Linked DNA regions of Mus musculus: region 2 is linked to region 1. A link is a contact called in public HiChIP or PLAC-seq data. All regions are on one chromosome and are shown on one strand. The core of a region is the stretch at or near the end of the contact, and the rest is flanking DNA. Distances in the headings are between cores, read along the strand shown. Region 1 has its middle 64 kb from the start of Slc7a1. Region 2 has its middle 5.1 kb from the start of Tex26.

Region 1 (3,175 bases), core at 41-2,540:
GCACAGCTTGGAACCCTTGCCAGTTTCTGCCTTTGTATCCATCTTGGTGGCTCCGGAGCCTGCTTGGCTTGTGCCTCTGTCTGCATGTCTATGTCCCACTGAAGACCTCTGGGGACAGAAAATGGTACAATTGCACCTTTCTCCACGATCCTGGCTTTGCTGATACCCCTACCAAACCCTTTCCATGGAGACTCTATCACCAAGGCCTTAGTGAATAAGCCCCTGCTCTCTGTGGCTCCAACATCACCAACACACTGGACCAGCCAAGTGTCATTGACCTCTGACTCTCTCCACTTCCTTTTTTTTTTTTTTTTTTTTTTTTTTTTCGAGACAGGGTTTCTCTTTATAGCCCTGGCTGTCCTGGAACTCACTTTGTAGACCAGGCTGGCCTCGAACTCAGAAATCCGCCTGCCTCTGCCTCCCGAGTGCTGCGATTAAAGGCGTGCGCCACCACGCCTGGCTATCCACTTCCTTTTTAGGTAAACAACATTTCATGGTTCCCTCCAAGATACACAGTTCTGGGCCCAGTGCCTAAGTGGTTTTGTGTGGTGGACGGATGAGGTCCTGAGTGAGAGAATATTGACTGGAGCCCAGCCATGTCAAGGACTCCAGTGCCTCAGACCCCTGGGGGTGACTAGGTCTTCTCCTGGTCCAGTACAGATGTGGACAGCATGCACCATACACATCAACCGCAGCTTCTTTCTCCAGAATGACTGCAGCCTGAGGCTGCTCCCTACAGAGACCTCCTACAGAGATTAGCTAACCTGCTCCTCAGGATATATAAGGAACATACTGGGTTTCCTGGCCATTGGTACAGCTCTGTTAGTGCCCAGCACCCACCCGATCTCAGTGTGGCTTCGTTCCCTGTCACCCCTATAAGGGCGATCCGAAAGCCTTGCATGTTGTAGCAGTCCTGGGCAGGTTCTTCACTCTCCAGTGGTCTGTACTCTCTCCTTAGAGAACTAGGGAAGACAACACTGGTTTATATGAGAAACATGTTGTATACCCTCAGCATGTGCCAATCACTGCCACCCACCTCTTCCCAGGCCAAAGGAGCGGTTGTCATAGAGGTGTGTGCTGGGTGGCTCCCATGGCGCTGACAATCTGGCCAGCACATGCACCACACAGCAGTGTTTACTTTCCAGTGTCAGCCTGGGAGTTCGCGTGTGTAAGATTTATTTGTGTTCCTTTATACTGTAGCTCTGACATTTGGGTCTTGGGGTATTATTAGCAAAGAACACGATTTCCTCATTCCATCTGAATCATGAAGGAAGCATTTCTCTGGGTCTGTCCCTACTAGGCTCTGCTGATCCCGTAGATTTGACTAGTCACGGAAATAAAACTATCTACCCAACATCAGCCCAGGACGAGAAATCTTTTTCAGAGAGCATTTTTTTTTTCTCAGTGGAAAATTTCAGAGGAATCCGTCTGTGCTGCAGGGTGCTCACACCATCTCCCCCCACTGAGGTCACACCTCCCCATGCCCAGGCACGGTCCCCCTGTGGTTTAGGCCCCACTCTGTGCAATTACAATGCTTATCTTTATGGTCCGAGCATGTGTTGTATTCATGCTCTGGGCCCATGATTCCCAACTCTCCTGCAAGCCCATTCAGGACCAAACTTTCATCCTTTTTGCATCCCTAGAATTTAGTATCTGGAACTATTTGTGACTGAGTTTCTATGTGGAGACAGGCACAGCGTATTTACTCAGCGTATGACCCAGCTGCTGGCTTGTCATGTGACTTCTAGGAAACCATGCAAGCTTATTCTGCCAACTCTAGGATGAGGTGAGTAAGCTTCGCCTCCCAAAGAAAGCCATTGCACGGTAGATGTAGATGTGAGCCCTCTGAGATGTACAAACTCACTGATGAATTCTTTCCAAACTGAGCAGTCTGCATGCATTCACACTATAGGAATAGCCTGAATGCAAAACAAGCCAGAAATAGCCCGAATGGGAAGCTGGTTAAATAAGCTGTGCTGTATCTATACAGCAAAGAGGGGGAACGAACTATGGATATCCATACAACATGGGTGGAAATCCAACTGCTGAGTAAAAAACTGTTCTTGAAAGATAGCACTGAGACAATGTGGATGCAGGAAAGGTAACACTAGCGAGGAGTTTCTGGGGATTCCTGAAAAGGTGGGATGCTAAAAGACAGTGGGAGGGATCCTGGATGCCGGGATACTAACTGTACAATGAATGATAATATCTGGTTGTGGATGGCAATATATGGGTTATCGATAGCAATATCCCAGGCATTGTGACATTGATCCCTCGGTATTATTTCTTGCAGATGGAGAAATTGTTTTTTTAAGCTTTTTTTAAAAATAGGTTTATTTATTATTATGTCTAAGTACACTGTATCTGTCTTCAGATGTACCAGAAGAGGGCATCAGATCTCATTACGGATGGTTGTGAGCCACCATGTGGTTGCTGGGATTTGAACTCAGGTCCTTTGGAAGAACAGTCAGTGCTCTTAACTGCTGAGCCATCTCTCCAGCCCCAGATTGCAAATTTGTACAAGTCTCAGAACTGAAACTTTAATTCAAAGACACACAGAGGAGTTATCTGGTCAGAGCAGAAGTTATAAATCACCAATTTAAGCTTACTGATTCCCCGATCATACCAGCTCATCGATCTGCTTTAGTTTAGTTGCTTTTATATGTCACAGTTCTCATCTATGACTGAATTGGACACTGGGAATCTCAAGACCACAAAATGGGAGGTCAAAGAACTGAGGTTTGGATTCCTGAAGCACAATCTACTCCAGTGTGACAGTCAGGATTTGGATGGAGACTCCTCTGGACATGATACACTACTAAGTATCAAGAGCATACAAGTCCAGGGTTCCTTTGGGGGCAAGGGAAATGTTCTGGAATTAGATATTGGTTATTGTTGAAAAGGATCTGTGGCTATTCAGCCATCCCTCCACATCCACAGATTCAACCAACCACTGCGCAAACATTTGTATCGATCATTTGCAGACGTTTCTCTTGTTATTAGTCCATGAACAAAAGACTGTATGCTTAGTAGTCCCACTTCATTAGGCAGTGTGTGTAATCTGCAGATGATTTAAGATCTAGGAGGGTATGTGTGCATCAGCTCTACGCAAAGAGCTGGCTGTTTTCTAATAAGGAGCCTCACTTTCTTGGACTTGGGTACCATAAAAGTTCTA
Region 2 (3,144 bases), core at 421-2,920, 970 kb before region 1:
TAGAACTGTTACTCAGAAAGCAAGACATCTGGGTCAGTAATGTGGCTTGGTAGTTTTGCATAGATCCTAAACAAGGGAGATTTCAATCCAATGGATTAAGAATCAATGGTTTGTTTGGTTTGTTTTTTTTTCCCCCCAATGAATATCATTGTAACAATCTCTTTCTCTGCACACACAACGTGAAGTGCTTAAGACAATGGGTGGTAAGAGGGAGCAGACAGCAATCAAGCTGTCAAGTTGTAAACTCTGGTGGAGAGGGAGAGAGGTTAGTGTGGGCATCAGGTTATGTATGCCTGGCTCTAAATTACTTCACACCGTATGAAGCATCCAGGCCCTGCTTTGCCCATTTTGCAAGCAACATTTAGCTTCACTGAAGGTGCAAATCCTGATGCAGAATGAGTGTGCGCCTCATTCAGGCTATGAACCCCAGGATCTGTGCAGCATCCTCTAGGAGGCCCAGGCTGATGAGTGACTTGGGTAGGCTACAAACTTACCAAAATCAAGCCGGGGTGTGAGAGCACCTGGGCCTATTAAAACCACATCAGTAAAACCAGGCCGAAGAGCTCATCAAACAGACCAGGCCAGCAAAGGGGGACACACTTTCACCTGAGCCACAGCTAAAGGATGCCTAACAGTGGGTGACAGGGACCCTGCTAACCTATCATCTGACCCAGTGCATGCATCAGGGGCCTCAGGAGCAGCAAAGTCCGGATGGTCATCATGGCTTCAGCCCATCACAGTTTCCCATTGCCTCACTGGCCACTGAAATCACAGTCATCAGCTCATTCATCCAGTGACCCTGAGGCACAGCTAGACCCCATGGCCCCGTGGCTCTACTCTGCTCACTGCCACACACCTCTAACTGGGTTCGTTCGTATCTAAGCATCTGTGGTGGCTTTCTCTACATTTGTACGAACTCTGCCTCTGCTTCCAATAAGATCTCTTTAAAGTTTGTGGCCTCTTTTGTACCATTGTATAACCTATTCTTTCTCTCTCTCTCTCTCTCTCTCTCTCTCTCTCTCTCTCTCTCTCTCTCTCTCCCTAACAGTATTTCTCAATCTGTGGGTCATGACTACTTTGAGCTGCCTAATAACCCTTTCGCAGAAGCAGATATCCTGCATATCAAATATTTACATTACGATTCATAACAGTAGAAGAATTACATTTATGAAATAGCAATGAAATAATTTTATGGCTGGGGCTCACCACAACCTGAGGAATTGTATTAAAGGGTTGCAGCAGTGGGAAGGTTGAGAACCACTGCTCTGTAACCTACGTATGTTGTGTGAAGTGTTGGGTGTAATCTGAGTTAATGTTACTAATTACCATCAGAATGAAAGAATGTGCAGTTGCCAAGAGCTGGCCATCACAGGAAAGGAGGACTTCTTGATACGTGGCAGAAAGAATAAACCTCACAGATCCTGTGAATAAACTTTACAATCGGCATGACTGAAGGTGTGAATGTGGCCTTTTATGTTTCTACCTGAGTGGGCTAATGATAGTCAGTTCCAGGGTAGGGAGCAAGGATGGAGGAAGGAGCTTGAGGAGAGCAGAGGGACCCAGGAAGGGGAGAAGGGATTGTTGGAGAGCAGCCTCTCAGACTGAGATCCACTTACACTTCCGCGTACCAGTCCATCACCTGAGGAAGTCAGGGCATGAACTCTAGGGGAATTTACAGAAGAATACCTTACTTCCTTGTTCCCATGGCTTGCTCAGCCTGCTTATTATATAAAGTAACCCAGGTCTATCTGCTGGGGGCGGAGCGGGGGGGGGTGGGGGGGGTAGGAAGCGCGGCTGGGAGGCACCGCCCACAGTGGGCGGAGCCATCCCACATCAATCACTAATCAAACAAACACCTCACAAGCCAACCTGTTGGAGACACTTCCTCAGTTGTGGTTCCCTCTTCCCTAAGGACTGTCGTTTGCATCAAGTTTACACATACACACACACACACACACACACACACACACAGAGAGAGAGAGAGAGAGAGAGAGAGAGAGAGAGAGAGAGAGAGAGAGAGAGAGAGAGAGAAATCTGAGCATCTATGCTCGAGTAACATAGAACAGATAGTGAGTTCACTTCCTGAATGGGAGGGAGAACAGGAAAGAACCGATGGGATCATTTAAAGAACAAGTAGTGAAAACCGAGGAAAGACCTCTGCTCGCTGCTCCAGCACCCCAAGATGCTGGCTGCTCCAGCACCCCAGAAGAGGCCAGAGCGAATTAAAGCCAGCCCACAGTGGTGCTCTGCCACTCTAGGTACAAAGGTATTGTCTTAGCTCCTTTGCTGATTTCTCCGATGAAACACCTGACTAAAGCCATTGAAAGAAGTAAGGGTTTGCTTTGGCTCGCTGCCCATCGTGGTAAGGAACTCATGAAACTAGAAGCTGCTGGGTATGTTTGCATCTGAAGTCAGAGGTCGATAAATGGCTACTCTCACCTAACCTTCTCCTTCCATGTAGCCCAGGGCCTCCAGACCAAGGGCAGACCTTCCCATCTTAATGAACTAACTTTACATAGATTTTCCCAAGCAAGCCAGGATGTCTCTCCTAGGTGATCCCAGACCCTCTGGTGCTGATGATGGCTATTAGCCATCCTAGAAACTGAATATTTTCTCTGCTTTGTTTCTTGGATTTAAGTTAGACACTGTTACTAGGTAGCGTGTGTTGTTTGCATCGAGTAATGTGTGAAAAATACATTGTGTTCTTTCTAGCTAATTGGTGAACTCCTAAGACATTATCTCAAATTTGTGGATTCATTCTGTGTTAAGATTCTAGAAACAAATGAGCAAGAAATTCATTCATTCATTCATTCATTCATTCATTCTTTTTCTCTCTTTCTCCCTCCTTCCTTCCTCCCCTCCCTCCCTCCCTCCCTCTCTCCCTTCTTCCTCCCCTCCCTCCCTCCCTCTCTCCCTTCTTCCTTCCCTCCCTCCCTCCCTCTCTCCCTTCTTCCTTCCCTCCCTCCCTCCCTCTCTCCTTCCTTCCTTCCCTCCCTCCCTCCCTTTCTCTTTTCCATCTCTCTTTCTCTCTCCTTGGGTATTTGCTTATTTTGACACAAGACCTCACATATCCCAGGCTAGCCTTGAACATGCTATGTAACTATGAGTTCTTGGTCCTTCTCCCTCGCCTCCTGAATGCTGGGA

The links. HiChIP or PLAC-seq counts read pairs in DNA pulled down with a chosen protein or histone mark.
Region 2: a contact with region 1 is called in a FOXA1 HiChIP or PLAC-seq map of pancreatic cancer cells. The contact joins two enhancer-like sites. A contact is called at or near these places in 1 of 39 promoter capture datasets (hippocampal neurons) and 1 of 115 datasets of contacts at active chromatin or transcription factors (pancreatic cancer cells).

Annotation. Positions count from the first base shown.
Region 1 is chr5:148,462,681-148,465,855 of GRCm38.p6, reverse strand. No RefSeq gene overlaps it. Among named protein-coding and RNA genes, the nearest start is that of Slc7a1, 64 kb to the right of the region's middle. Within about 2 kb of position 1,290, at least 23 of the 459 cell types and tissues checked have an H3K27ac peak or open chromatin away from gene starts, as enhancers often do. A contact at or near this core is called in pancreatic cancer cells, where this site is marked.
Region 2 is chr5:149,433,002-149,436,145 of GRCm38.p6, reverse strand. No RefSeq gene overlaps it. Among named protein-coding and RNA genes, the nearest start is that of Tex26, 5.1 kb to the left of the region's middle. Within about 2 kb of position 1,670, at least 37 of the 459 cell types and tissues checked have an H3K27ac peak or open chromatin away from gene starts, as enhancers often do. A contact at or near this core is called in pancreatic cancer cells, where this site is marked.